2 separate regions of the Sus scrofa genome follow, and region 1 is linked to region 2. Evidence: chromatin contacts called from public HiChIP or PLAC-seq data. All regions are on one chromosome and are shown on one strand. Each heading gives the region's core, a stretch centred on a gene start, on an enhancer-like site or on the middle of the called end of the contact. The rest is flanking DNA. Distances are from core to core; before and after follow the strand shown. Region 1 overlaps FTO (fat mass and obesity associated). Region 2 overlaps LOC102165609 (a long non-coding RNA gene).

Evidence for each region. HiChIP or PLAC-seq counts read pairs in DNA pulled down with a chosen protein or histone mark.
Region 1: a contact with region 2 is called in an H3K27ac HiChIP or PLAC-seq map of skeletal muscle, with 9 times the contacts expected there. The contact joins two enhancer-like sites. A contact is called at or near these places in 1 of 47 Hi-C or Micro-C datasets (embryonic fibroblasts) and 1 of 2 datasets of contacts at active chromatin or transcription factors (skeletal muscle).

The regions. Positions count from the first base shown.
Region 1 is chr6:31,512,737-31,515,624 of Sscrofa11.1, reverse strand. All of the region lies in intron 1 of FTO (fat mass and obesity associated), which reads left to right. Among named protein-coding and RNA genes, the nearest start is that of FTO, 50 kb to the left of the region's middle. Within about 2 kb of position 1,499, at least 25 of the 83 cell types and tissues checked have an H3K27ac peak or open chromatin away from gene starts, as enhancers often do. A contact at or near this core is called in skeletal muscle, where this site is marked.
Region 2 is chr6:30,520,907-30,523,606 of Sscrofa11.1, reverse strand. It overlaps LOC102165609 (a long non-coding RNA gene), which reads right to left. Exons shown (of 9, transcript XR_002344591.1): 2 at 1,496-1,561. Among named protein-coding and RNA genes, the nearest start is that of IRX5, 7.2 kb to the right of the region's middle. Within about 2 kb of position 1,301, at least 3 of the 83 cell types and tissues checked have an H3K27ac peak or open chromatin away from gene starts, as enhancers often do. A contact at or near this core is called in skeletal muscle, where this site is marked.

The DNA.
Region 1 (2,888 bases), core at 250-2,749, 990 kb before region 2:
AATTGCAGGACAGGGCACCTTCCTTTATGCCATCAATGTCTTTACTTTTTATATGATTTTTGTATTGTTAGTGAATTGGGTTTGGAAGTGTCCATGACTCAAAGAAACCCTGCTGTGAATCCTCTTATCATCCCTCTTTTGGGTAGGTCCTCTTGATGAATTTTATGTTTAGAAAGATAATTATTAAGTGATATCACTTAGTGTGGGTTTATACAAACCCATCCATGGTACTGTTGAATCTCTGAAGAACTGCATGGCTTTTTTTGAGTCAAACGTCCCCATAGTACAGCTGAAGCCCAGTAAAACTCAGAGATTGTTGGCTTCTTAGAGATGACGAAACTGCTTGATTCCAGAGCTGCATCTCTAGAATTCCAGATCCTGAGCTTTTTCTACTAGCTAAACTGGCTTACAAGTTCAAAGAAACCCTAAGGGGGGGAACTCTGGAAATTCATGGTGAATTAGGACAATCAGCACTTCATTTAAATACCTCGGCAATGCAATACTTTGGGGGAAACATGATGCTTAAGTACTTAAAATGTTATTTACTTTCATTATAAACAAAGGGAGTGACAAATCTTCTTGTAAAATATTTCTAATAGTCTTTATTCTTCGGGGTACTTCTACAACTTAACGATGATAGTCTGACAATATTGCTGGTGGTGGTTCTTTTGATATTATTCTTAGGTAAGACTGAAGAGGAACTTGGGCTGGAACATTGTGCAGCCATTACCTCAGATGGCTCTAGGCAAGTCAGAGGCCATATCTTTCCTAGGGTAAAAGGGCTGGCCCGTTACTACTGCTAGTTGGTGTGTACAACATGTGTTAGAAGAAGTAATTATTTTTAGCCGACTGACTATGACCAAGATTAATAGCTCTTGAAAGGACTATAATGAAAGGCTGCCCCAACTGGCTTCTACATTATTCTTTATTTATCCTGCTCTCATCCCTGTCACCTTTGGGCATCAGCCAAATGTCATTTGTGTGAAATTTGCCCCTTGGATGTGAAAGGCCTCTCATTCTTGACGATGGGAGGTGATTGTGCTGCGAGGCTGAGGAATTGGGACAGTTGATATGACCCAGGAGAGAAACTTCCAGGTCTGTGGGGGTCACAGGAACAAGGACACTCACTCCTGGGGGAGAAAAGGACCTGAGATTATTCAGCTCTCTGATCCAGATCATTGAGGTGTACTCAAGAGATTATAGGGAGTAGTTCCAGGGCTTCGTTGTCAAGTCCATGTATTTCTGTGGCTCTTCTGTTGGGAGCATTTGCAAGTTCCTTACTCTGAAGATTTTTTTTTTTGGCCTGACATTGTCAACTATTTCTAGTTTTATAAAACTAGGAAATCTCTTTGTAGTCATGACTGCACTTTAACTCCCAAAGCCCTTCTTTTCAGGGCCATTAGCCACCCAGAATAGACAGAACAGACTTTCCCAGCCCCCTCTGCAGTTAGGTGTGACTGGGTGACTAAGAGGCTGTCACCTGTGGTAGTTTCTGGGATGTTTCCTTAAGAGAAAGCTGGTGTGTGCCCTTTGCCCTTTTCCTCTCAGGGCTTTTATCCTGCTGCCTGGAGTGGAAATGCTGCATTTGGATCTTGAGAGTGAGGGCCAGTCCTTAGGGGGAGCAAGAGAGGTGAGCTGGAAGGGGCTTGAGTCTCTGAGGACAGCCCGCGAACCCCCCTACCAGCCTGGTGAAGCCACTGCCATTTTGGATTTTCTGTCCCTTGCAGCCTAACCTAATCCTAGATAATACAGTTTCTACACAGTGCGGAAGAGGAAAGTCAGTCCCAAGCCCGTAGATTTCCTTCTGTCATCCTGAGTATTAATGTCAGAATTCCAACAGATCCCTCACTCTTCTTTCTTTCAACTCCTACAAATTAAAACAACCTACGACAATGATAATGTTAACTTACTTAAGAACTAAAGACAGGAGAGATCCATTAGTATGAAAGATATATGAGAGATAGGTTCATACAAAGGCTGGAACAGAATGTAGCTAATTCAGGAAAATGATAATGAGGGCTGATCTTAAGGACCTTTTGTAAGAGTCCTATCAGGGAGCCCTCACCACTTTGCAGTGTTGGTGGCAGCAACAGCTTTTGTTTTTTTAGATTGTTAGGGCTGCAACTTCACCTGCTTTCTTAAGGGCTTGGGGAGATTTTCAAGATTTCAGGTGGCCAATGTCAAGTCTCATTGTTGCTTTCAGTTCCCTTGTCTGAGACCGCTGTTTATATTTTGCCTGACACATTGGTTTTAGGCCATAATATTTGCATGTAGCCATCCTTCCTCTAACATTACCTATATCAGATAACATGCACTAGATTTGCTATCGTGGGTCATAAATGATTATTAATACAACCCTTAAAAAAGAGATGCTGTAATCATTTTTTTTCACGATTTTTAAAAAACTTTTGGAGGAGAAAAAAACCGCAGCTATTTGGTTCACTTGTTCTCATTACCATTTGCAAAGTGAACCCAGAGAGAGGTTTTCTGTGCCATGTTTTTCCTTGCTGTTTCTTGCCTTTTCATTTGAAGAATAGCAGGATCTTGTCTTTTGTTCACTCAAGTAAAAGTCCATCCAGCTGGAAAACAGAACAGTGCGCTCTTTGTGTGCTCAGAGCATTTGAATGCTTTTGGTCACACACTAGTTGCTGTTTAACTACAATAAAATTGTGACCAAAGGAGATAAACATTTAAAGGATAAATGACAGGGTTGTTAATCCAAAAGCGAGTTTTGTCGCATTGTTGTTTTTAGCTAATAGGTATATAGCCAGCAGTCACGGGGAGGAGTTGTAAGTCTGAAACTGAGTCAAACCTGTTTTCCAACAAGTTTAAAAAAAAAAAATGATGTCACTGGATATTTGTAATGGATGATCATTTTGGGTTGCGAA
Region 2 (2,700 bases), core at 52-2,551:
TTTGAGAATGACCAGCGAGACCCAGTGAATTCAAAAATACCCCTGCATTCCATACACAAGCTATACCACAGACTGCTATTTTAAAAGCTGGAGTAATGACCCAAGTACATGAAGTATAAAAGTTGGTCAAGGTCATAATATTGAATTGTTCTGCAAATGTAAACTGCTTTCCAAGTAATCACTTTGATACCACCATGTTTTTTTCTAGGATTCAGGTGAATGGCTCCTTAGCTGCTTCCAATCTCCACCTAGGCATGAGTAAAAGCATCTGAGATTGGTGTATTTCCTTTTCCTGTTGTAGTAACCAAAAACATCATTTGATTTAAAGATTAAAGAGTCTTTTTCCTGAAGGATTTTGTTTTTAAATGTATATACTTGCTCTTTAATGGAAGAAAGTGATTTTAGCCACCACAGTTGCTTACCAATTTTCTAATTACATAATTAGACATCACGAAGCCTTTTATTATTCCATTAATAGCCCTCCACAGATATAGTTCAGGGAATAGATATTTTTGATGACTAAAAAAGTGTATTTTTTTCTTAGAAAAGGAAAAAGAGTAGATATAAATACCATTATACAACTTAAGCCTGTATAAACATTCTTAGACATTTTTTATAAAAGGGTTTTTTGACTGTTTTTCATTTAGCTTGCATAATCCATGTAGCAACATGGCATGAAAAGACAGAAGCTTCTTGTATTGATAGAAATTTTTCATTTAAAATTTTTGTTCTTCAAGAACCTTAGAGTCATTCTTTAACACCAACGTTAGGTTTCTGAAAACGAAAAAAGCTTGCGGGGGCAATGATCAAAGACCTCATCTAGAATAAAACAGAGTTCTCCATTCCATGTGAATCCCTGCAACAGCTGCAAAGAAAGCAGCAAGCCAACCTAGCAGGGGAAAGGGAAAATATTACCCAGAGCCTAGGATTACACAAAAAATGGAAAGGGACCTAGAGCTAACAACTAGGGAAGGCACCCATGTGTGGGAGCTCCTGACCTCCAGGGCGCTAGAGCAGCCCAGGCTGGGTCCCGCCAGCTGCTTGGCAGAGCCCTGGAACCAGTCCTCAACCAGCAAGACTCCCACTCAGAACTGGGTGGTGGCTGGCAGTCAACCGCCCTGCAGAGAGCGTGTCCCCCGAGAAGGCAACGAAGCCTGGGAGGTAAATGAGGACAGCCAAGCAATGTGCGCAATGCGTGCACATCAGCCACAAATGAAAATGACATCTACTAGAACGGGGTAGGCCACCATCGCAGACCTGATTCTCAGAAAGAAGCTATTTTAAGGGTGCTGAGTATGCCTAGCTGAGATTTCTCAGCTCTTCCAAACACAGCCCATAACCCCAGGAGAAGCAGCTCAAAGGCTCAGCATGGGAAAATCAGATCGTTTCCATACCTCAAATTTAAAGAAACTGCTGTCTATTAGATACAATTCTCATATGTAATCAAGGTGCAGGATTCCAGAGGAAAGTATCTTTTTAAAAGAGATAATATTACCTCCCTATCTTCAGAATCTTCTCCTTCCAACAGCCAGTGCAGTTGCTCCATTATGAACTGTAGACTCTTAAAGAGAAAAACAGCAATAGTTAGCTTCATCTTTCCTACAACCGCTTCCTTCCTTCATTGAATTACAATTTAATTACCAATACTTCAATTGATTTTATTCCTGAATGATATATTTCTCGAAAAGCATACTCCAGCCATTTCCACTAGAGAACATTTAGCATAACCTTCTCAATTAATCAACCATAACCTATTACTGTTGAAAGGACATGTTTTCTTCATATTTTCAAGAGTGGGGAACCCCTCCTCCACCGACCTATTTTATATAAAAGGAGTATGGGTTTTAATACATTAAAATACCATTAATATATAAGAAATAAATATGAATCTTAGTAATAAATTTTGGCTGATAACATAGCAAAAAACTCAACCAATGTGCAAATATGTTTAGATTTCTCCTATCTTAATCCTTAGGAGGGAAAAAAAAATCTAATCCTCCCATCTTTTAAATTCAATAGCTTTACATGTGGTCAAAAAATAGAAACAAAAACTAAGCTTAAAAACAAAGAGGAATCGGATGGCTTAACATTTTCTTTATATTTTATCTGTGTGTTTTCTCAGTCGCTGTAACACCAGCTCTTGGTTATACATAAAACCCCACAAGGCCCAGTCAGTGATAGGAGAACACACATATGTTATTTAAAAACAATGATAAACTACTTCCTACAATGTTTAAAAAAAAATCACCTTAACACCTTTGAAAGTATTCACAGAGAAACATTTACGCTACTGCCGGCTGTGTTAGAGTTGCCTTCTATGGAAACAGCTTTTTTTTCTTGGTCATGCAACCATGTTTTTGACTTAATATTCGTTCTCACTAAATCTCTAACACTAAATTCTGCACGATATTTTTTTCTCATAGGCTTTTCTTATCTTCTTGTATTCAGCAGCCCCTGTTTTGATGAGGGGGGACAACTTTGGTGCACACCTGTATACCCATGACTAGACCCACTAAATTTATTCTTAAAAGAACTGGGTAATGAAAATAATCAAAAACTCTAATTTCATACTATTTATACCAAATGATAGTATTATTATAACTATAATTTGGAATCATTTTTTAAAGGAAACATTATTTCCTTTAAAGAATGATTCTATTTCTATAACATATCATAACCACAGTCTTGATTTTTATGAAA